4 separate regions of the Mus musculus genome follow, and regions 2, 3 and 4 are each linked to region 1. Evidence: chromatin contacts called from public HiChIP or PLAC-seq and promoter capture Hi-C data. All regions are on one chromosome and are shown on one strand. The core of a region is the stretch at or near the end of the contact, and the rest is flanking DNA. Distances in the headings are between cores, read along the strand shown. Region 1 holds the start of Tfb1m (transcription factor B1, mitochondrial). Region 2 has its middle 22 kb from the start of Scaf8. Region 3 holds the start of Scaf8 (SR-related CTD-associated factor 8). Region 4 has its middle 59 kb from the start of Gm34035.

The links. Promoter capture Hi-C pulls out the DNA fragments that hold promoters and counts their contacts. HiChIP or PLAC-seq counts read pairs in DNA pulled down with a chosen protein or histone mark.
Region 2: a contact with region 1 is called in an H3K4me3 HiChIP or PLAC-seq map of the 230-238 cell line, with 11 read pairs. The contact joins the enhancer-like site here to the promoter of Tfb1m in region 1. A contact is called at or near these places in 9 of 39 promoter capture datasets (the 3T3-L1 cell line, the C10 cell line, the HPC-7 cell line and 4 more), 1 of 15 datasets of contacts at CTCF or cohesin (the NIH/3T3 cell line), 15 of 484 Hi-C or Micro-C datasets (CD4 T cells, CD8 T cells, the G1E-ER4 cell line and 9 more), 7 of 115 datasets of contacts at active chromatin or transcription factors (the 230-238 cell line, astrocytes, embryonic forebrain and 4 more) and 3 of 9 other capture datasets (adipose tissue, liver and macrophages).
Region 3: a contact with region 1 is called in an HNF4G HiChIP or PLAC-seq map of pancreatic cancer cells. The contact joins the promoter of Scaf8 here to the promoter of Tfb1m in region 1. A contact is called at or near these places in 6 of 39 promoter capture datasets (the C10 cell line, the HPC-7 cell line, liver and 2 more), 1 of 15 datasets of contacts at CTCF or cohesin (the NIH/3T3 cell line), 16 of 484 Hi-C or Micro-C datasets (CD4 T cells, CD8 T cells, the G1E-ER4 cell line and 10 more), 4 of 115 datasets of contacts at active chromatin or transcription factors (extraembryonic endoderm stem cells, memory CD8 T cells, pancreatic cancer cells and 1 more) and 3 of 9 other capture datasets (adipose tissue, embryonic stem cells and liver).
Region 4: a contact with region 1 is called in a promoter capture Hi-C map of the HPC-7 cell line, with 4 times the contacts expected there. The contact joins the enhancer-like site here to the promoter of Tfb1m in region 1. A contact is called at or near these places in 7 of 39 promoter capture datasets (the 3T3-L1 cell line, 3T3-L1-derived adipocytes, the C10 cell line and 3 more), 1 of 15 datasets of contacts at CTCF or cohesin (the NIH/3T3 cell line), 3 of 484 Hi-C or Micro-C datasets (the HPC-7 cell line, cortical neurons and pre-B cells), 2 of 115 datasets of contacts at active chromatin or transcription factors (the NIH/3T3 cell line and embryonic stem cells) and 1 of 9 other capture datasets (liver).

The regions. Positions count from the first base shown.
Region 1 is chr17:3,555,981-3,560,095 of GRCm38.p6, reverse strand. It overlaps Tfb1m (transcription factor B1, mitochondrial), which reads left to right and starts at 2,341. Exons shown (of 7, transcript NM_146074.3): 1 at 2,341-2,515. The coding sequence starts at 2,383. It overlaps 1700102H20Rik (RIKEN cDNA 1700102H20 gene), which reads right to left and starts at 2,272. Exons shown (of 2, transcript NR_045303.1): 1 at 2,192-2,272; 2 at 233-553.
Region 2 is chr17:3,090,986-3,095,100 of GRCm38.p6, reverse strand. It overlaps the pseudogene Gm41522. Among named protein-coding and RNA genes, the nearest start is that of Scaf8, 22 kb to the left of the region's middle. Within about 2 kb of position 2,195, at least 58 of the 459 cell types and tissues checked have an H3K27ac peak or open chromatin away from gene starts, as enhancers often do. A contact at or near this core is called in the 230-238 cell line, CD8 T cells, Th1 cells and 4 more, where this site is marked.
Region 3 is chr17:3,112,567-3,116,681 of GRCm38.p6, reverse strand. It overlaps Scaf8 (SR-related CTD-associated factor 8), which reads right to left and starts at 1,710. Exons shown (of 20, transcript NM_134123.3): 1 at 1,264-1,710. The coding sequence starts at 1,293. A230045G11Rik (a long non-coding RNA gene) reads left to right here and starts at 1,398. Exons shown (of 6, transcript XR_003952289.1): 1 at 1,398-2,095; 2 at 2,337-2,494; 3 at 3,335-3,394; 4 at 4,110-4,115.
Region 4 is chr17:3,222,732-3,226,846 of GRCm38.p6, reverse strand. No RefSeq gene overlaps it. Among named protein-coding and RNA genes, the nearest start is that of Gm34035, 59 kb to the left of the region's middle. Within about 2 kb of position 2,221, at least 21 of the 459 cell types and tissues checked have an H3K27ac peak or open chromatin away from gene starts, as enhancers often do. A contact at or near this core is called in the HPC-7 cell line, where this site is marked.

The DNA.
Region 1 (4,115 bases), core at 1,092-3,591:
TTTCTTGAGATTGACATACAGTGTGTGCAGTTTTGGCAATCTTAGTGCCAAATGATTTGACTTCAGTTGTTTCCCAAGCTAATAAAAAAGCAGAAACAGACACACTCGATATGTTCTCCCTTGTGATAGATTTTTAGCAGATTTGTTTGAAACCAGAGAATTCTACTATATGTGATACACTACAACACGAATGAGTTGAACTAGAAATGAATCCAGACAACAGAAAGAGTAGTGATTTTTATGGCATCTTTATTATAAAATAATAAAGCCATGTGTGTTGGTTTGGTGGGTTTGCATATTTTTATTGTGTGATTTTAGTAGTCATATGAAAACTGTAGATCTAAGTCTACACCTAATTTCATATTTCTATACATTTAAATAACACAAAATGAACATGTTAATTAACTTAAAATAATTTCAGTTGATACAGTATTTGAGAAGCTTGGCTACTGAACTTGGAACTTGAAACGTGAAGAACTCGGGGTATCTTCTCTAGATGCATTGCTGGTGACCCTGGGTAGGTTGAATGACTGTACTTGCTGGTATTTCTTCCCTGCAGTATAGGAATAATAACATTTCCAAAGGAACACAAAGGTAAAAAAACAAACAAAACAAAACCTACCAACCATCCAAACAAAGCCCAATTGCCTGAATAGACACCTTCTAGGTATAGTGTTTTATGGAGAATATTATCTCTGAATCAAATATCAAATCAAAGTTTTTTTATGACACTTTGGGGAATTGCCACCACATTCTCACTTTCTAAAAGAGATACATCAGTCAGCCCATGGTTTCTGCTGATCTAGCAACCACTAAAGTGGATATGTGGACTTTTTACTTCTCCACACGGCCCAGAGTGGTCTGGTTTTACATTAGCTTTTTTTTTTTTTTTTTTTTTAAACTACCAGAACCATAAACGATGTGTAATTCACTTATAACCAAGTGAAATCAGACGGAAAAAAGTAAAAATCTTCCCACTTATGAAAAATATTTTAAAAGTTTTCATTTCTTTCTTGTGTTCTCAGACATCACAGGAAGACAGAACCTATTTGTCTTCTCTTGGTACTTGGATTTTAACCCTCAAATAGCCTTTCTCCATTGGATTCCCTGCCTGATGAGTAAGCCTTCCGTTTCCACTCTGAAGTGTGGGAAAGTGGCTGAACCGCCCCAAGTCTCACTTTCACCACTACGTAATAATAAAATCTACCCGAATCTGTATGGTAACAATTAGTGAGCGAATAATTCCAAACCACTCAGTTGTGAGACCTGGCACACATTTCTTTTAGTTGAGCTTTTTAAAAGAGCAACCCCTTTATGGTTCACTCTGAGAGCAGTGGAGAGACCACAATGCTTGCAGCATGAATGAGCTTTTAGAAAAAGCTTCAAAGGCTAAAAGAGTGGTCCTGATGCTGACCTTGCTGGCATTGCTTAAAAACAGCAGCCACCGCGCATGCACTAGACTACAGCTGGAATCTGTGAACTTCCAGCTTTACGAAATTCGTGGCCTCGCAGGGCTTTCTTGATCCTGTTTTAATCGGAAGTTAGCAATATGTGTCCTGTTTCGCAAGACTACACCTGAGAGATTTAAAAGGGAATATGAAATAGTAACAAGTGGTATCAAAAACACTTCTCGAAGTTTAAAGTGCTTAGCTCAAGAGACAAAATTACAGCATATTTAAAGACCCAGAATGGCTTTCATTCACCATTCTAAAATTAGGCAGCCCTTGGAATTCTTTCAAACAACTCCGGCCAGAAAATGGACATTGTTCAATGACAAGAAAAGAGAAATTATCTAGAGACACAGTTTAGTTGGTTACGGTTAGCTTTTTGCTTTACTTGAGTCAGTTGGTCTCTTGCTATTGGTTAAAGCTGGGGTGCTGTTAACGGGCTGGCATTCAGCCATTTGCTCTAAAGTCTAAGTCTTAAACTCGGTTTTCAGCAGGCTTACCTTAAATAAGCCTATAGTTCTCTATGGAACTAAGTTCTGAAAGAAGTAATGGACGCGAAGAAATAAAAAGTATCTAGCCTACGGGGGTGGGGCGGTAACCAGTCTACAAACAGCAAGCAACCAATCACCATCTTTCCTGCTACAAATCAAAAGTCAAGCCTTTGGAATGTCAAAGGCCTGCGGAGCCTCCCAGAGGTTACAAAGACCACGCCTCCTAGCCTCCGCCCCCTCTCCTCTCCCAACCTGCACCGCTTTCGGCCTGACGCGTCCTGAGCTCCCAGTACATACAGACTTCCTGTCAGTTTCGTCATTTCCGGCAGGTTTCTCCATCCAACCAGGTGGCCTCAGAGGCGGGCAGTCTTCTCCAAGGTCCCACCCCCTGCGCGCCGTGCACCTTTCCAGCCGCTGCGCGTGGCTGTGTATGTGGGTCTCTCATGGCTGCCTCGGGGAAGCTCGGCACTTTCCGCCTTCCCCCGTTGCCCACCATTCGGGAGATCATTAAGTTGTTCGGACTGCGAGCGGTGAAACAGCTTTCCCAGAATTTCCTCCTGGACTTGAGGCTGACAGGTGGCTGAGTCGTCAGTTCGCCCGGGTCTCCGTGGTGGGCGCGGCCGGGTGATGGAGCGGGTTGGGGCGGGCGGCTGTCAGTCAAGCGCTGCTCCTCCGGTCCTCGCGGGCTAGGGCGACGACTGGTCGACCGCTTTGCGGGCGGGAGATGTTTCCCGCGCGCTTTATGATGCGCCAACCTGCCTCTCGTTAGCCCGGCTCAGTAAAGCGCGTCTGTAAGCTCAGCACTCGAGGAGCAGAGGCAGGAGGATTGCCGCCAGTTAGAAACAGATGGACTCTTTCAAAAACGAAACCAAGAGAGTAAATAGGATAAACGTTCACTTAAGTCTAGGGATCCCTCTAGGGACTGGAGATTCGCTCTGTAAAGTCATACTAACCAAACGGCGCCTACAGCTACCTTGTGCCAATGCTGGGACCACCGTCCCAACAACAGCCCTGAGTTTGCAGTTAATAAGTTGACATTCTCCGGCTTCTTTAAAAATTACTTTTATGCGATTAAACTTATATAGGGTGAAGGTCACCAGTTTGACACCCATGTTTTGATGAGTTTTCACAGGTGTTTGTTGGTTTACTTACCACCCATGTCATAGTAATGCTCTCCTCTTGAGAATAAGATCCATCTGTTGCAAATAAAGGTGCTAGCTGACTGTTGGAGTACTTAGCATGTTAACCCCCTCAAGTTAAAAGGGTAAGTGTGTCATACACACACTCCGTCCCCAAAATCAATTTTGATTGCATGGACCACAAAGCATAAGTTACTTTTATTTCTTGTTTTTGGAGCCTTTATTCGACCCGTAGAATTTGGGTAAAACAGTTAACTCCACTTAAGTTTTCTCATCTCTTATTTGATAGAAAGGCCTACAAGGACCTTAGGATGCCTACTTTTAGATTCTTTGGTTCTAGCATCCTCTCCCAGTCATGCTAAATATAAGCACATGCTAAATATAAGCACCATTCTCTGCTGAAATGCAGTCTCCTATGTCTAAGGCTGGCCTCAAGCTCACTACATGGCAGGTGTTATTGAGTGTCTGGCCCTCCTGCCTTCTCCCAAGAACCGAAATGAAAAGCATATGCCACCATGCTCAGTTACTGATTGCTGACTGTGTAACCCAGGGCTTCACACATGCTAGGCAAGCACTCTTATCAGTTAATTGAATTACATCACCAGCCATTCAATTTGTTATCTATGTTCTCATGTGTGTCCCTGGAGTAAGTTCCAGATTCTTAGGTTCTCTATTCAGTCTTTGTGAGGGTGGGGGGTGGGGTGGGGGGAGGGGGAACCAGAGTGAAAGCAAATAAAGGTGCTTGTCCTAGAGAACTCAGGTGGAGCAGGGTTGAACCAGACTTAGGGGGTTGACACCTCGTCTATGTCTGGTTGCACTTAAGCGTTCCTGCAAAGTTTAAGAATGAAACCACTGCCCCACCTGTTGCTGCTTTCCATTTTCAAACTGAGTTCAGAATTCCCTGGTTTAATAAATGACTCTGATGCCCTCCGAGAGACCAGTTGGTAACTGGTAACCAAACAATGATTTGGTTTTAGAATCCCCACCTTGGTTCGAGGTCCTCTCCAGCCATTTGCTTTTCTTTATGACATTGTACA
Region 2 (4,115 bases), core at 946-3,445, 460 kb after region 1:
AACAAAACAAACAAACAAACAAACAAAATGCCAAACAAACATGCTGTTTTATTTTATTTTATTAATTAATTAATTTATTTATTTTCAAGACAGGGTATAGCCCTGGCTGTCCTGGAACACTCACTCTGAGGACTAGGCTGGCCTCAAAGTCAGAAATTTGCCTGCCTCTGCCTCCCAAGTGCTGGAATTAAAGGCGTGTGCCACCACTGCCTGGCCCAAACATATCCTTTAGGTCTTCCAGAGGTAGGAGAGGCAGATGTAGAAGGAGAGGTGAAGAAGGCTTTGATTGGCATTAAGCAGATGAAAATCATGATGGAAAGGAGAGAGAAGGAACACGCCAAACTTAAAGAAATGCAAAGAAGAAAAGCAGGCACCATCACTGGATCATTGTCTGTTGTTAAGCACATTTGGGCTATAAAAATTGCAACAGTAGATTTGTGTAATAAATGAGTGACTCCTTTCCCTAGATTATATTGTCTAGAGAGCAGTTTAGTTTAGAGAAGATGGAGAAAGCTTTGTATTTGTTATCTAGTCATCTTCCACAGGATGCTGAACACAGGATTTGAAGATTGATACCTGTTTTAAAAGGCTGCTCTTTTCAAAATGATCCATTTTTAGTCTCATCTGAGTGAATATATTGCATCACAAGTGTTTTGAGAAGTTTTGGTGAGATCAGTGGTTTCTAGTCCGTATTACTAAAATTAAAGGCATGTTTTCTTTTTCTATGTCTTTTGGTGATCTTCTAGGCTGAAGGATTCACAGAGGCTCGTGACCTACATAAGATGAGCTCTGCTCCAGTAAAATCTCTGGTTGGCCTGGATTTTCTTTCCCCCCTTTAAGAAGTGAGCTACATATGAAATGGAATGGAATTTTACTCTTCATATTAATGTATGCAGTAATTAGAGAATACTTCTGGCTTGGCAGTGCCACATTCAGTTACAAAGGAGCATGCCCTAGGATAAGGAATATTCCATGTTAATTTGTTGACACTGTTGATTCCATCTGCTCTACTTTTACAGCAATTGCCATTCTCTGATATGCCAGGAATATAATGACATGAGTGCTGGAGACAGATTTGGAGGTCATCCTCACTTAGGCCTGACATGGAACCTTATGAACACTGGGGCTTGCTTTTGTTTTTCTTGTTTTCTGAGATTGGGTCTTGCTATGTTACCCAGGCTGCCTCAACTTCTTGGGTTGAGTAATGTTTTCTCCCCCTTCAGCCTCAGCAGGAGCTAGAGCTATAGGCATGTGCCACTTTGTCCAGCTTCCAAGTTTTATTTCTATGGATGGACTCATAAACACAAACTGGCAGAGGAAAGGCAGGTAATCCACCCAGATTTCTTTCTGTAAAAGGCATAGGTCCTATACAGATTCCTGGATAATCATTTGAACAGCAGAAGGCTGATGCTCTTGAGGTGATATTTCATAGCTAATAACATTCAACACATTTTAGCCCTGTGAGATAAAGACAACTGTGATCTGCCTAGACTTAGATATCACATAGTGTAATTGCCGGATAATTTTCATCCACTGAACAGTACTCAAAATTCTGAGACTAGGGTCTCATTCCTTTGAATATAATAAATTGGGCATTGTCATTTTTAATTTACATTTGTCACTAAGCAACCCAATGTATAATTATCCTTAAGCTATATCTGGCCTCTATGGCTCAGGGTAGATGTGTTCATCTTTTTCTTTTTATGAATTAATTTAGTGATAAGCAGAATATGAAGACAGTAACCTGCTAAATAATCATAAATGACTATAGTAACTAGGAAGATATTAGGATTCTTTATAGTTCTAAGGCAAATTGTACAGTATCCTGTAATCAATGTCTGCCAACTGCTATAAACATATTAGGTTATAGCTTCTCTACCATATTTTGATCTTTTTAGCCTTCTGTGAGGAAATCTAAAGCAGGAGGAATTTCAGGTTCCATTTTCAAGACAGGTGTATATCATAACAAAGTCAACAACCTTTTCCTATTTTATACAGAACTTAATTTAGAATGACTAACATAAATTGACTTTAATTCTTTGAGTAATAAGTGGAATAGGAAGCAAACCATCTCTATTTTTATTCCATGTCTCACTCTACCCCAGAGATGGAGCAATTTCTCGAGAAGATATACCACTTCCTGTTTACCACAGTGAAGATGTAAAGGCTACCCCTGCCATAGAGCAGCTGGCTATGGAACAGCTGACTACACGTGGTACAGATGGAAAACCTGTTCAGCCAGCTGCCTGGAGATGTGAAATCTCTTTTCAACATGAGTTTTTACATTTTTATACAGGCTCAGCAAGACTTTGACCAGGCTTTTCAATTATACTTCATGTCTGATGTGGAATTAAAGGAGCTACACGCCCCAACAGCGTTGTCTAAGGAGATAACCAAAGAGGAAGAGCTTGGCCAAAGGTGGGGCATCCCAATGTATTCCAGTTGTTTCATAATTTCAGTCTCTCTATTTGTGGCAGAGTCCAACAAACAATAATGAAGACACTCAATGCAATTGAAGACTGCACAAAGGCTAATTACTAAAGACCCCTCTTTTCTCTCTCCCTTTTCTCTCTTGTTCTTTCTTCCTTCCTTTTTCTTCCTTCCTTCCTTCCTTCCTTCCTTCCTTCCTTCCTTCCCTTTCTTTCTTTCCTTTTGCTTTTTTTGTGGTGTATGCTGGTGTCTACATGTTCACATATGTGCTGGTAAACATGTTGTATGTGGCCCTATATGTATGTACATATGCATGTAGAAGCCAGAGGTCAACTTTAAGTATTATTCCTTAGAAATAGACTATCTTGTTTTGAGATTGGGTCTCTTACTAAGACCTGGAGCTCACTGGTTTGGTTAGACTGCCTGACCAACAAGTCTCAGGGATCACCGTGTGTCTGCCTCTCCGGCACTGGTATTACAAGTATGCCATTGTGTGCAGCTTCTTAGGGGGTGCTGGGAACTCATGTCTTTATGCTTGAATGTTAGGCATTTACTGACTAAAGTATCTCGCAAGTCCCCTTTTCTTTCTCCTACTACCTTTGCCAATTTTTTGTTTGTTTGTTTCAAGACAGGATGTTTCTGAATCCATGGCTGTCCTGGAGCTTGCTTTGTAGACCAGGCTGGAGTCAAACTCAGAGATCTGCCCAAGTCTGCTGTGATTAGAAGTGTTTGTCACCACACCCATTTCCACTTCCCAAGTACTGACTTTAAAAGTACATGCTACCACACTTGGCTCTTTTCAGGAATTCTAGGAATCAAATTTTGATCCTCATGCTTGTGTAATAAGCACAATACTAAATTAACCATCTCCCCTGCCCTGTATGGAGAAAGAAGTTCCAGAATGTTTATGTGTGAATATTGTATTCCCTATAAAGTTAGACCAGAGAGGTATGACTTCAGAGATGTTACCGGAGCAAAATGGAGAAATGTGTGAGGAATTTGGCAAGAATTTATCTGGATGTTTAAGATTTCATAAGAGATGCCAAAAAAGTCACAATTACCTATCTTAAGGTAAATAATTATTGTTTTGTCATGTCTTTCATGTGCATGCATTGCTATGTTCATGCACATGGGTACCTGTGTACACATAAGCCTGTGCATTCAAAGATCAGAGGACAACCTTAGGTGTAATTCTTAGGTGATATTTACTGTTTTGTTTGTTTGAGACATGGTTTTTGTTGTTGTTGTTGTTGTTTGTTTGTTTGTTTGTTTTCAAGACAGGGTTTCTCTGTGTAGCCCTGGCTGTCCGGGAACTCACTTTGTAGACCAGGCTGAACTCAAACTCAGAAATCCGCCTGCCTCTGCCTCCCAAGTGCTGGGATTAAAGGCATGCACCACCACCACCTGGCGAGACATGGTTTTTTAAAAACTAGCCTGGAACTCACCAAGTATTCTTAGTTGGCTAGCCAGTGAGCTGCAAGTCTTATCTTCTCCAGTGTGGGAATTATAAGCACTACCATGTCTGGCTTTTAAAAACTGAGTTCGGAAAATTGGACTCAGGTCTTTATGCTTGCCTAGCAAGCTGTTAGCAATTGAGCCAGCTCCTGGCCCCGTTTTTGCACTCTTGATTCTAAGGGTGTTCCTTATAAGGGTTTACAAATAATTACTCATCCAATATATGTAAC
Region 3 (4,115 bases), core at 461-2,960, 440 kb after region 1:
ATTCCATATTCTAAATATATATCATTGGGAGAGAGAATTAAGTTTCATAAGAGGATAACTGCCCATATTATCAGTTATAAATTCACAAGATTTCCAAATGTATTGCTCTCAGTATCAGGAAGGTCACCACTACTTAAAGTAAGACGCATATTCAAGAACTTGATCTAACTTTCAACAACCCTTTTTGCAGCCTTTCCCAAGGCTACCTACCATAAATAAACAAACAAACAAAAATTACGATGAAATTGCAGAAAGGCATTTAAGAGCACTGTCCCATTTGGGCAGCCACAGATGCTATTTTAAAAACTCATGTACTTAAGACATTAAATGTCATATTACTGAGCATTAACATCCCCAAATCAAAAGTTCTGAAAACTATGCTAATTAGCATACATTTAATTATGTTTCTAAAAGGTACAAGTAGATAATGCTGAGCTGAGCCGGAATTTGCTACATTTAATGTCCGAATTGCTATTATTCCTTAAGAAGAAATCGAATTTATTTTGTCGAAGCCTGCCTTCCAATCAGATCAGTAAACCCAGCAAAGAGTAAAAATTGGACACCTGCATTAAAAAAAGAAAATTAAAAATCTGCTTGGCCTGACATGTGAATGAGGCCCTGGCAAATGATTCTCCAAGCTTCTAACCCCCTCTGAGTGCACACACTCTCCCGAGCACTTGTGTCTTTTCCTCCCTAACTGATGATCAGAAGGGCAAGCAGAAATTAAAAAAGAAAAAAAAAAAAGGAGGGGGGGGAGATCGCAGAATAAATTTGCCTGCTACCAACCATCCAATTAGCGAAGTCCCTGGCTGCCAAGTCACCTAGTCAACAGAACCTCAATAATAAACACTACGTGTAACGTGACCATGGATCACCACACCGTGGGTCCTCTCCAGGGCCTCGCATCCGTGTGTCAGCTTCCTCAGTCACCACCGGGGAGGGCCTGCAGAGTGATGTCCTGCAAACAGTTCAGACCCTGCCAGGCCACGGGCCGTGCGCGAGGTGGGGGGTGGGAGGTGATAGTCCTCGGTGGAACCCACCCGGGAGCGTGGCGCGGCCGCCTTGGGGACCGGCCCTCCCCCTGCCTTCCCTCAGCCCTGCCCGGCCCCGGGAGGGGCGCGGGCCGTTCCCCTCCCCCACGGCCGCCCGGCCGCCGTCGCCCCACCCGGGGGAGGCTGCTTGCGGCCCGCGCCCTTGCTCGGCTCGCGAGCCCCGGGCCGGGCCGGGCCGAGCCTGGCGGGGAGGCCGGGTTGCGGTACGAACCTCGCTGTTGAAGGTCTTCACGGCCTCCATGTTGTCTGCGCAGAGGCCCGGGGCCCGACGGAGGAAGAGGCGGCGGCCGGGTGCGATGCGTGCGGAAAGGCGGGCGACGGGCCCAGGAGGCCGCGGAGCACTGCGAGCAGGCGACGCTCCTCAGCGCCGGCGAGGCCCCAGCATGGCCGCGGGGCGGGCGCAGTGAGCAGGACGGAGGCCGCCGGGGCGGGTCGGCGGCGGGGGAGGGGCTGGCGCGGCGCCTTCTCTGCTTCTCCGCCTCGCTCGGAAGCGGCCTCCACACTCAAGCTTCGGCCCCCTCCACTCTCCACCCCCTTCTCCTCCTTCCTCTTCCTCCCACGGGCTCCTGTGTCACCTCCCTGCCGCCTAGGCCGCGGGAACCTGCAGCGCGCAGCGAAGACACAGGAGGAAGCGCTGACCGCGGCGGCTGCGGCATCCAATATGGCGGACGCGGTCGAGCCGCGCACTCGGAGTCGGCGGCGCCAGCCAGCGCGCCCCCTGGCGACCAGGCCGCGCGAGGTCCGCGGCCGCGCCAGACCATAGAGATGGCGTGGGCCAGAGCGTCTGGAGTCGCTGCGGCGGGAGCGGGGGACCCGAGGCCCTTGGCTGTCCTCATCCCGGGCCGCGGGAGCGAGCGCTGCGGCTGGACGGAGGGGCTTCGGGTGGCCGATCCCGCGGATGAGCGCCGCTCTAGAAACAAGCAAAAACAAAGTTCAGGGGAAGAGACCGAATGGAGGAAACTACGGTGTCTTCGTTGCCGCTTCCGGGTGGGATGGCACCTGCGGTGGAGGAGGGATTGAAGTGCCTTTGAGAACTTTAGCGGGTATTGACTTACATTACTCATCGCCACCATTGTGCCCCGGCGTCCTGGCGGCGGGGGACAGACGCTGCACACACGAGGTGGCTCGGGTCGCGTGCAGCCGCCGTGCGGGAAATGCGAGCTGCGCGAGCCGGGCCTGGGCACCCCGGAGGCGGGAAGGAACCCGGAACGCCCCCGTTTGGACGCGGATATGCAACCTGGTTTTGTTGTTGTTGTTTGTTTGTTGTTGTTTTTGGTTTTTTAGGAGGTGGGTTATTCCGAAGGAATTTGGCCCCAGGTTATCGGAGCAGAGGGATAATTGCGGGTTTTAGGATCCAGACGTGGTACGGGTGAAAATGCTTCGTGCTTGCTTGAAGTTAAACCCGGCGGGGGAACGATTGTTCCCACTGAACGTTCCCACAGGTACTGCTAATTGCCTTCGCTCTTCCCAAATTCATGCAAAAGGAAGGGGTGGGGGGATGGGCTGCTTTAGATTAGTATTTCCTAAGAGCTAAGTCAAGAGGCTTATGAAATAGTCTTTTAAGTCGGCTTCATTCACAGCTTTGCTCCTGGTGCTGGCCGTTTCGAAGGTAAAAATTACAATGGGACTCTTCCATTTTTTTCACCTGCTATCTCTAAAGCAGATCATCTCCACCTCTTCCAGTACTCACAGGCCTAACCCTGACGATCCTGCTGTCTCCGAGTAGCTTGCATTTTTCTGGACAGTAGCCAAAATGATATATTTTAGACACATCCCTTGCTTAACCCCCTGTGATACTTTTCCATTGCCCTTTAAATACATCCTTCCATCTTGCATTGGTGTGAAGGCTCTGCTACCTCTCTGCACATGGCAGTCTTCCACACTGTCCCTTGACAACAGAGAGCATTTGTCTGCTCTCTGTCCATAAGAGATGATAAAACTGAAAAGTCCCATCATATGATGTCAGAGACATTTTAGCATAGCAGTGCACAGCGTATCTCATGTTAGAGATGGTTCTGGCATAAGTAAACCTATCCTATTACCAATAGAATTAAAGTATAGAATATATAGTTTTATAGTGCCATGGCACTGGTAATTTATCATACCATTTATTTTATTCTTACCATATATGTCTTCTAACTAGAAAGGGGTCTGTATGCATACAAGCCCATGTGTACAGGAGTGTGCATGTGGAGTGGTATGTGATTTTAATCATATGAATGCCCAAATATGCATAGATCATGGACTCATACAGTGGCAAATGAAAGATGTCTCTCTTTCAGGAGAACCCTTGGAGACACTACCTTTCCCACAGAATTTCATTCAAGGAGCTCAAAGGCCAGGTTAGTTTTACAACATTCACTGTTACTGTAAGCTAAGCAAAGCCCACCTCCTCCACACTTCTTCTGAAAACTACAATTTGTCTCCTGCTGCTTCTACCATTTTAGTTTGTTAATGTCATAATGAGCATTGTTCCTATATCATACCAGCCCATCCATCCCTCTCCACTTGGAAATCCTCCGTCCCCCCTACCCTTTAGAGTTCATAATCTTTTTTTATTATTTTTAATATCCCCCAGTTCAAAATCACACAATTATTCATTTTTATATTTTTTATTCTTCTCTCATACAACACGTTCACAACTGCAGCATTCCCTCCCTACGCTCAGCCCAGTTTCTCTCTAGTTTCCCTTTCCCTCAAATCCCACAAACAACCACAGCATGTATGCAGAGAACCTAGTACAGACCCTGCAGGCTGTGATTGTTGCTTCAGTCTCTGTGAGCTCCTATGAGGCCTACTTAGATGATTCTGTGGTCCATGTTTCCCAGGTGTCCTTCACCCCAGGCTCCTACAATCCTTCTTCCCCTATTCCCTAGGGTTCCCCAAGCTCTGCCTTTGGTTGTGGGTCTCTGCATCCATTCACATTAACTGCCAGAGGAAGCCTCTCTGATGTCAATTGGGCTAGGCGGTAACATATGAGTTTGGGAATCATTTTATTAAACTTTTTTTTTTTTTTCGGGGAGGAGGGATTCGTCAGTCGTGTTTGTCTCGTTGCAGGAAATC
Region 4 (4,115 bases), core at 972-3,471, 330 kb after region 1:
ACAGGGTTTCTCTGTGTAGCCCTGGCTGTCCTGGAACTTAACAATCCACCTGCCTTTGCCTCCCAAGTGATAGGATTAAAGGTGTGTGCCACTACCGGCAGGTAGCTCTTTTATCTGTGGAAATCTCTGTTGCAGACATTGAAAAGCCTGTCTGTGACAGACACTACTTGGCATGAGATACTACAAGAACAAATTTGGTGCCGGTCCCCCAGCTATAGAAGCAGCAAAGTGTGTGCTTAGGATAGAATTCTTCGTGAGGTGGAAGAAGACAAAGAAAAAAGAAAGGAAGGAAATCTAGACCATTATGGTTGAGAACTGTACAGAATATCTATTTGAACCATGATAAGGATTCAAACAATACTTTTTTCTTTTTTCTTTCAAAAGTGCTCAGACAGAAGCTATGCTATCCAGGATGAAGCTCCACTGGAGCTGAACGGAGCTGGAGCAAGAAAGCAAACCAGAGTAGGATGGAGCTGAGGACCCCAGAGGGGCTGAGGAGGGAGAACAATGTTCATCAAGCTTAGTGAATAAGCCATGAAATAAGTATCACATATCATCTATATCCATGTATCCACTTATCCATGCATGCATCAACCCATCCATCCATCCATTTATCTATCCATCCACCCACCCATCCACCCATCCATCCATCCATTTAACTATCCATCTACCCATTTATCCATCCACCAACCTATCCATGCATCCATCCATCCTCCCACCCATCAATGCATCCATCATCATTCATCCACATACCCACCCACCCATTCATGCATGCATCCATCCATCTATCCCTCCACCCACCCACCCAGTCATCATCAATCTATACCTATCATCTATTGACCTATCTATCATTTATGCATTTATTCCACCATCTCCCTAACCTACCTATCAGTCATCTGCCAGCCTACCTCTCAGATAGGAAAGTGAAGTCGACTATGTGGGGAAGGAAGACAAGGCCCGGGCATGGAGACAAGAGAGATTAATGGGAGGTGACACAAAAAAAATGTCTTTGTGAAACTTATCACTATAAATGGATTATACTACAACTTAAAAATGGAATAGATTTTCCTTGGAACAGCTTTTCTGAAGACATTCTCAGGAGTAACCAAGAAAGAGTGAGGGAGCCAGGTCCCTTAGTGGTATTTAGGAGTGGTGAAGACGCACCGGAAAACCTGAGCGCTCTACCTTGCACCTGCTCAGCCCACTCACTCTGTGCTTATGCAATGCAGTGCTGCGTGCTTTGCTCTGTCAAGACGTGTGTGTGTGTGTGTGTGTGTGTGTGTGTGTGTGTGTGTGTGTGAGAGAGAGAGAGAGAGAGAGAGAGAAAGAGAGAGTGAGAGAGAGAGAGAGAGAGAGAGAGAAGGAGGGAGGGAGAGGGAGCGAGCGAGAGACAAAGATAGACAGAGAATTGGAAACGAGATAAGAGAGGACACGTGTAACTTTTAAATTCTACCCAAACAGTACCAGGGTTGGACTAATTTGGAACCCAACAGAAGACAGTAGGGAAGAGAGAGGCACCTGGACTGATTATGTCTTTTCAAAGAAAGAAGAGTGGGGCAGGAGTGGAGAAACCTTCACATTTAACAAAGGCAGCTCGCCTTACACGGAGTCTCTAGTGACTTCAATAATCCACGTTTAACACCGAGAACAATTTTATACTTCGAAAGGTTTGTGGCTGTAATTATCCCCAGGTCGAGTCTCCTGCCCACGTAAAGACTACTCACTTGAGGGTGAGGGTTAAAACACTTGGCCTTCTCATCTTCTGAGGGAGCTAGTAGTATGATCATAGAGTGTTTGGGCCCCATGAGCACAGACCAGAAGCAAAACCTTGCACAAGTGAGCTGGTGGCAAAGCTGCTAGAGACGGCAAAGGAGGAGGGATGGAAACACTGCGGGCTAAGTCAGGTGTGGGGGCAATGCCACGAGTCCCACCTGCTCAGGAGGCTGAGGCTTCTGTCCAGGGATGCAGGGATGAACTGGACAACAGGTGGGGGAAGGAAACAGTAAAAACCTGTAAAAATTACCCAGCCAGGAATAACCCCAGCTCTCAGAGAGGCAGGCAGACAGTAAGGGAGCTCCAGAGAAGTTCATAGCAAAACTCTCAAAAGGCATAACAGAAAGACAACAAAACTATAGTACGCTCCAAATGATAACTGTGAACATTGCTTCCTGTTCCATAAAACATGCAATGCCTACATGGGCCACAAGAGGGCACCAGATGCCCTGGAGCTGGTGCTTGTTAGTGGCCAAACATTCCTGCTGGGGCTGGGAGGTGGTGGTGGTGCAGCACTCAGTAGGCAGAGACTAGGGACAGTCTCTGAGTTTGAGGCCAACCTGAACTACAGAACAGGTCCCACTCCCATGCATTCCAGGTTACAGCTTGCACCATGGTGTTCCAGCTTCTACTGACTTTTATTTATTTCACCCAGGGGGCAATGCTATTTCTGGACTGTTCTAATGGCAGGAATTTCAGAATCTTCTTTCTCATTTAGAAACTTAAATCAAGTATTTTGTGTCATGGGCTTAAGCTAATTCTTGTCCTTATTGGATTCAATAAAACCTCTTAATTTTTCATTAAAACACACAGCTCAGCTGTAAAGAAAAACAGCAACCCACCTTCACTATGGTTTGATATAGACCCTGTGTGCTTTAGGAGGGAGTCCAGAAACCCCATTAGCCACCAAACACCTTTTAATTTCTTTAAAAAAAAAAAGGCAAAGAACAATCTATATTAAAAATCAAATCAGCAAAGGTGAAGCCAGGGCAAATTCCTAGGAGAGCTTTTTCAGCCAGGAGACAGACAACACAGCTACTTCCAACCAGTCTGTTCTCTTTCAAACAAATACAAGTCCTGGTTTAGAGTTATCTGAATGTAGAGGAGTAGACCACTTCCTCCTGCCTCTGGGTCTCTCTCTCTGCAGACAGCAGGCTTCCCCTCACAGATGATGATAATGTGGACACCTTACAAAGAGGCGCTTTAGTTTCAATGTTACCAAGAAACCAGGAATGGACAGTATCAGGCTCTACCAACTGTTTAGTTCAGTCTTGAGTTACCGTCTCTAGGATTCATGCCCAGCCCAACTAAAACGACTGTAAGTTCAGGGTTGTTACTTAATTTGTCATTTAAATAAGTAGGGAAACGGAAAGTCTGAACTTACATTTTACACCAACCAAAGGCCAAGAAGCTAGGGCGGAGTCAAGAAATAGTTATAGCCAGTAGCGTCCCTGCCTGCACACTGCGGAACTCCTCCTAACGTTCCTAGATACTTTTGTGGAACTAGAATTCTCACTTGGACCTTCTTTAAAGAGCTGACTAGTTGGCAGTGACTTAAAAATACATTCAATGTATTCAATGCTCATTACACCATCCTCTCTCAGAAGGTGTCTAATTATTGCAAGGGAGTTTGAAATGGGCAGTGCAAAAGGAAATAGAAGTCTCTCAGCTCTTCCAATGAACATGGCTAACACTGCAGGATGCTCTGTTTGCTCACTGTCTTCAACTCTTGGGATAAGAGCCTAGGCTGTGTGGTTTACCATGCAACAAGAACTGACTGCATTCATTGTAAGAAACTCAAGGCTGGAAAAAGTGGCTCAGTCGTTTTTGTAAATGTGCTTGCTTCAAGAAGATGTGAGTTCAAATCCCTAGGACCCACATAAAAGCCAGATGCACAGTTCAAGATCCTGTAATCTCAGTCCCTAAGGGGACATGTGTACAACATGGGAGGAATAGATCCTGCCTCAAGCAGGGGGAAAGGCGTGTGAGGGGCATGCCCATGCAACTTCTTGTGCATGTGCATACACACACATGCTGAATAAAAATTAAGACAAAATTCGCTTCAAATACCAGCACATCTAAAGTTCTTCAGTGTCCACTTGAGAACCAAGATGCCCCAACTGAAAAAAGAAGCTGGTAGGAACCAAATCTAAGTATCTTTTTCAGGATGATAATTCCACAGGAAGTTACAATTCAGGATCTTCATTTCTCAAAACCGAGCATATATGTGGGCCGGCTGGCTGGCTGGCTAAGGCCACAACATTCTTCCACTAGCTCTCAACACTTTTAGCTCATTTGTGTCTCGAGTGGGCTGGGCTGCCTGTATACAAAGGTCAAAGGGC